Linked DNA regions of Arachis hypogaea: region 1 is linked to region 2. Evidence: chromatin contacts called from public Hi-C data. All regions are on one chromosome and are shown on one strand. Each heading gives the region's core, a stretch centred on a gene start, on an enhancer-like site or on the middle of the called end of the contact. The rest is flanking DNA. Distances are from core to core; before and after follow the strand shown.

Region 1 (2,973 bases), core at 465-2,964, 340 kb before region 2:
TAGTATCTATCATCAACTAAATACTGCAAAGGTTAACTTACTACTCAGTCAATATACAATTTTCTTAACTCACCTGCAAACAGTGTCAACATAAAATGGATTTTCACGCATGCAGATTCCTGCTTCACGGAGTTCTGTGTTAGGGACTTGAGTATTATGGGGTGCTCAAAGTCCCACATCGAGTAGTATGGGATGCTTGATGTTGTAAATAAGGAGAGTGGTTCTTCCCCCTTAACAGCTAGCTTTTAAGGTGTGGTTTCCCACTTTCCTTAGATACTTAACAATGGTATCAGAGCGTGGTTGTCGGCGCCATGGAAAGGGCTACCTATAGGCTGGATTAAGGTGAATACCGAATACTGATAGACCGTAGCAAAGTGGCTACCGTTGGGTCAGTGTCGATAGAGTGAAGCCGCCGTGGACGTTGGCTCTCTAGGGACGGTGTATTGTTAGGGACTTGAGTATTATGGGGTGCTCAAAGTCCCACATCGAGTAGTATGGGATGCTTGATGTTGTAAATAAGGAGAGTGGTTCTTCCCCCTTAACAGCTAGCTTTTAAGGTGTGGTTTCCCACTGAATATTCAAACAGGCTGGAACCTCTTTGAAGATGTCCTCTGCATATCATCCACAGACCGATGGCCAAACGGAGGCTGTTAACAAGTGCTTAGAGACCTATCTCCGCTGCCTCACAGGCTCTAAGCCAAAACAGTGGTCCACTTGGCTGCCTTGGGCCGAATTCTGGTATAATACTACTTATCACGGGTCCATTCGCATGACCCCTTTTCGGGCTTTATACGGGAGGGAGCCGCCTCCATTGTTAAGAGGGGGGCTGGAATCTACTGTAGAAGAAGTTAGACTACTAATGGAAGACCGCAATCAGATGCTCGATGAGTTACAATTTCAGTTGAATAGAGCCCAGAATCGCATGAAGCAAGCTGCTGATAAGAAGAGGAGAGATGTCACTTTTGAAGTAGGAGACTTCGTGTTTTTAAAGATCCAACCATCCAGGATGCGGTCTCTTGCCACCAGACCAAATCAGAAGCTCGGCGCCAGATTTTATGGTCCATATGAAGTACTAGAAAAAATTGGTGCAGCAGCTTATAAACTTCGGTTACCAGCCTCTGCAAAGATACATCCTATTTTTCATGTTTCACTACTTAAGAAGAGTTTGGGATCTTCAGTGGAACCCCAAAGCCTGCCTGAGTCTCTCACTGAGGAAGGAGAACTACTAGTGGAACCCGAACAAGTTCTGGACAGTCGTATGAGCAACCAAGGACACCTGGAAGTGCTAATCAAGTGGCAGCATCTTCCCGAATTTGAAAGTACATGGGAGCGGGCCGACAAACTGCAGTTGGCCTTTCCATCTTTCCACCTTGAGGACAAGGTGGCTCTTCATGGGGAGGGTATTGTAACAAACCAGGAGAGATCAAATCAAAATTTAACTCCTTTTAAATTTACTTATAGAAGGAGGGGAAAACACGTGACTGATTGAAATTTCAAAATATTGTTACTCCACATGTTTAGGAAAGTAGTTAGGATATGGATATTATAAATAAGGAAGCTGAAAAGCTTTTAGGTAGGGAATAAGTGGAGTGGTTATTTAGTGGAGAGTTTGGCCTCTCGAATGCCAAGTGAATCTTCTGTTATTGTTTGTTCTTTCTTCCTTTTCTAAATAATATTTCCTTGAGAGTATCATCTTGATACCTCAACCTTTCTCTATCCTATCTTCTACCTCTCATCTTCTATTACTCTAATTGCTAATTATCTGCTCTGATACCAATTGTTAAGGGTTTCCTTACTAACTCCAGAATATCAAGAGGTACAGTAGCAGATAATTAGCAATTAGAGTAATAGAAGATGAGAGGTAGAAGATAGGATAGAGAAAGGTTGAGGTATCAAGATGATACTCTCAAGGAAATATTATTTAGAAAAGGAAGAAAGAACAAACAATAACAGAAGATTCACTTGGCATTCGAGAGGCCAAACTCTCCACTAAATAACCACTCCACTTATTCCCTACCTAAAAGCTTTTCAGCTTCCTTATTTATAATATCCATATCCTAACTACTTTCCTAAACATGTGGAGTAACAATATTTTGAAATTTCAATCAGTCACGTGTTTTCCCCTCCTTCTATAAGTAAATTTAAAAGGAGTTAAATTTTGATTTGATCTCTCCTGGTTTGTTACATTCTGTAACTGGTTTGTCAAGAACACGCCTGTATGCCTGTGAATGCCATCTTGATTCAGTATGATCTCTATTATTAAACAAAGTTGTTTAAAAAAACAATACCAACCTTCTGGCAGTATTTCTTTAAACGGTCTTTCAGCCTTGATTGTTGCTCTGCCTTGGGCAGGTCAAGAAAAGGTTTTGATAACCTCGCACTAGCACCATCAACAAAATCTGACTCAATCTGCTTCTTTATATGATAATAGTCACTGAAAGATTTCAAATAGATATTTCAGTCAATTCTTTAATAAATTTTATAGATATGCACAAATAAATCTGCAATATGCTAATAATAGCAAGCATTAACCAAAAAGAGAGGCACACCTTTTCTTTGCCACGAATGTTTCTCCACGCCAAACCCACTCAAGTTTGCATAGACATGTCTTTCTAGGACGGTTGAAATCACATGCAGTGTAAACCTCATCTGAAACAATTGACGGTGGCTACAAATAGGAAAGAAACGTCACATAAGGCAACGTCATGCGTCATAAATTCAGATTTCAGAAACATAAACCCCAGTAACACAGCATAAGCAGCACAAACATTCCTAAATTTTCTTCCAAATTTTTACTTGGAAGTTGATAGAATCAAGAAGATATCATTTCTAACAGAAGTGATAATCCACATGAATTCTGGCCAGAAAAAGCTAAGAAACCATTGTGACATTGTGGTGAGATGCATGGCCACTTTTGCAGGTTCCTCCTACTATTCAATTTTTTTCCAAAATTCAGACAAGTAAAATTGGACA
Region 2 (2,700 bases), core at 53-2,552:
CTAAAAGGTCAAAAATTTGATCTTTTGTGAACCCCAAAATCAGTTTAAGCTTTTGGGAAGATGTTTTGTAACGCAATAGCCCATTTGTACAAATAGTCTTCCCTAACAGGACTCTTAGGCTTAGTTTGGTAAAACTTTTACTTTTCAAAAGTAGCTTATAAAAGTTAACTTTTAAAAGATGACTTTTTAAAAGTTGTAGCATTTATGTTTGGTAAATCAAATAAAGAATAGCTTATAAGTAACATCAATTGTGTTTAGTAAAATAGCTTTTAAAATTTAAAAATACTATAATAGACATAAATGCAAGTATTAAATCAAGCACAAACACATGATCTTTTTTATTTACCAAACACAAAATGAGGAGTTTGAGCTTATAAAAAGCAGAAACACCTTTTCAAAAAGTTTTACCAAACCAAACCTTAGTTTAGGGTGTGTTTGGATTTACGTTGGAGAAGAGAAAAGCTCGTTTGAGCTCCTTGAACGCTTCATCTTCATGTTTGGCAATGGTTTTATTCTGTAAACGTAGAAGTGATTTTTATCTTCAACCCACGTTTATCAAAAGCTAAAAATTCTAGCTTTTCCGTTCAGTTTTTCACGTTGGATTAAACTTTATGTTCTATCTACCAATTATACCCTTTATTATTCATATATTTATTATTTTCTTTTTTATAATATATCTTTTTAATACTTTCTTATGCATATTATTTTTTATAAAACTTCTGTTTTTTTATATGAGTTCTTTTACTGTTATTGTTATTTCTTTTTTGTATAGAATATTTTTTTTACTTTGTATTATGATTCTATTAATTCTATTAGAGTACTAAAGAATATTGATAATACTAAAAAAATATTAAAATTTATTTAAATATTTAAAATAAAATTATAAGATAACATAAAATAATTATTTAAACTCATGTCCTTTTTTGTAATTTTCTATCTAAAAGTGATTTTGAATAATGTAATCCAAACAATATTTAGTTTACTATAATCCATTTTGAATAAAAATTACCAAACATAAACCACGTTAATACTAACTCACTTTTGATCAAAATCACTTTTACAAAATCAATTTTATACAAACCTCCGTTTACAAACGGTAATCCAAACACACACTTTGTTAATCTTTTTTTTTTAATTTTAAAATTTAAAATTAAAAATAATTAATAAATAATATAATTTATGATTTTAATTTTTTTTACTCTATTGTTGTATTCTTATTGTTTTCTTATACTTTTCTATAAACAATATTAATAATTTAAACATATTAATAATTTTCGGGACTTATTTGGTATCTTCTAATAATTTTCGGGACTTATTATAAACCCTGACTGCTGAGGTCGGTAAGCAACTCCATTATTTTGCGTCGTTCCTTTCTTTCTGGGTATGGAGTTCATTTTCCCCTGTGCATGCATTGTACGCATTATTGGATCATTTATTATCAACAACGATTAATTTTCTGTTAACGCTCATTTCATCATGTTACTAATCTTGTGTTTGCATGATTTTTTTCCCCTATGTTTAATTGTTGCATTTGAATTTCAATCTATATTCTTCTTTGATTATCCCCTTTAGGATTTTTGGGTACAAACTTCAATTTGCTTCGCAATTTGGTTCATCTTATAAATAACACCAAAGCAATTCGTAAAGTAGAAACCTATAATAATGGATGCTTCAGCTTGAGAATATTGTACTCCTTTCCAGATACTTTTATCTCCTACGCCTTAATTGCTTTTTTTTTTCGGTTACCAATGCCTCCAGAAATATCACACTATTTGAGATAAGTAATAACATTTTATTATCTTTTTTGTTGCACCTTCTTCTCTGTTAGTTTATGGTTTGTGCTATGCTAAAAATTTTTCCATATTTTTGTATTCATACGGGATCATTTACGTCTTTGAATATGATTTACATGTAAATATCATTTATGATAACATATAATATCATGATTTGATTTATATAGTTGATTCCACCATGTATGATAATTGGTGTCACAATTATGGTATTAATAGGGTACTTTTATATTATTATACCAAAACATAATTGATAGATAAAAAGATATTTTTACATGAGATATCCAAACATAAAATTACTTTTACTTTTTCATAAGATCTTTTAGAAAAAGACAACTCGAAAAAAGATCTTTTCTTAGAAGCTCACCCAAACAAGTTCTAAGTAATGACATGCAATAGTTTGCTTTGTGAAAATATTTTCCGGTTTTGCTTTTGTATCTTTTACTTTCAGGATTTTGTAAAGGAAAGAGTGAAAAAAATAGAATATAAAGACAGGTAACAAAATTCTAAAAAGGAAAAACATACAAAATCAAAACACAAATTAAAACACCTTTATAGCTTTCTTACTTTGCAAAAGGTAAGCATTATTACTCAAGATTCCTTTTATATTATATATTATTGCTTGATTATAGTTTATTGCCAAGGTTGTATGCTGTTTTATTTTATTTGGCACATTTTTGGCTTGTTATGCAGCAAATATGAGTCAACTTTCATGTGATTAGATTAGTGCTATATTCAAAGAAGATTCTGTGCTGCTGATTTATTATGTTCCCTTCTTCACCTGGTTTTCAGGATTGTGGAGAAACAAACAAGGTTCCTCTAATTTGACGCAACAATGACTATGAGAGCCTTAGAGGGCTTCTCTCTATACCACATGAGCAGCAGTACAAGGGAGACAGCTTCTTACATT

The links. Hi-C and Micro-C count contacts between places; a contact is called where the count stands out from the background.
Region 1: a contact with region 2 is called in a Hi-C map of leaf, with 2.8 times the contacts expected there. The contact joins the promoter of LOC112696832 here to the promoter of LOC112696829 in region 2. A contact is called at or near these places in 2 of 8 Hi-C or Micro-C datasets (both in leaf).

The regions. Positions count from the first base shown.
Region 1 is chr6:86,534,830-86,537,802 of arahy.Tifrunner.gnm2.J5K5, reverse strand. It overlaps LOC112696832, which reads right to left and starts at 1,714. Exons shown (of 9, transcript XM_072197223.1): 1 at 74-1,714. It overlaps LOC140172834, which reads right to left. Exons shown (of 5, transcript XM_072197221.1): 3 at 2,550-2,668; 4 at 2,293-2,434; 5 at 2,129-2,222.
Region 2 is chr6:86,197,342-86,200,041 of arahy.Tifrunner.gnm2.J5K5, reverse strand. It overlaps LOC112696829 (vacuolar lysine transporter YPQ1), which reads left to right and starts at 1,302. Exons shown (of 14, transcript XR_011862415.1): 1 at 1,302-1,381; 2 at 2,583-2,700.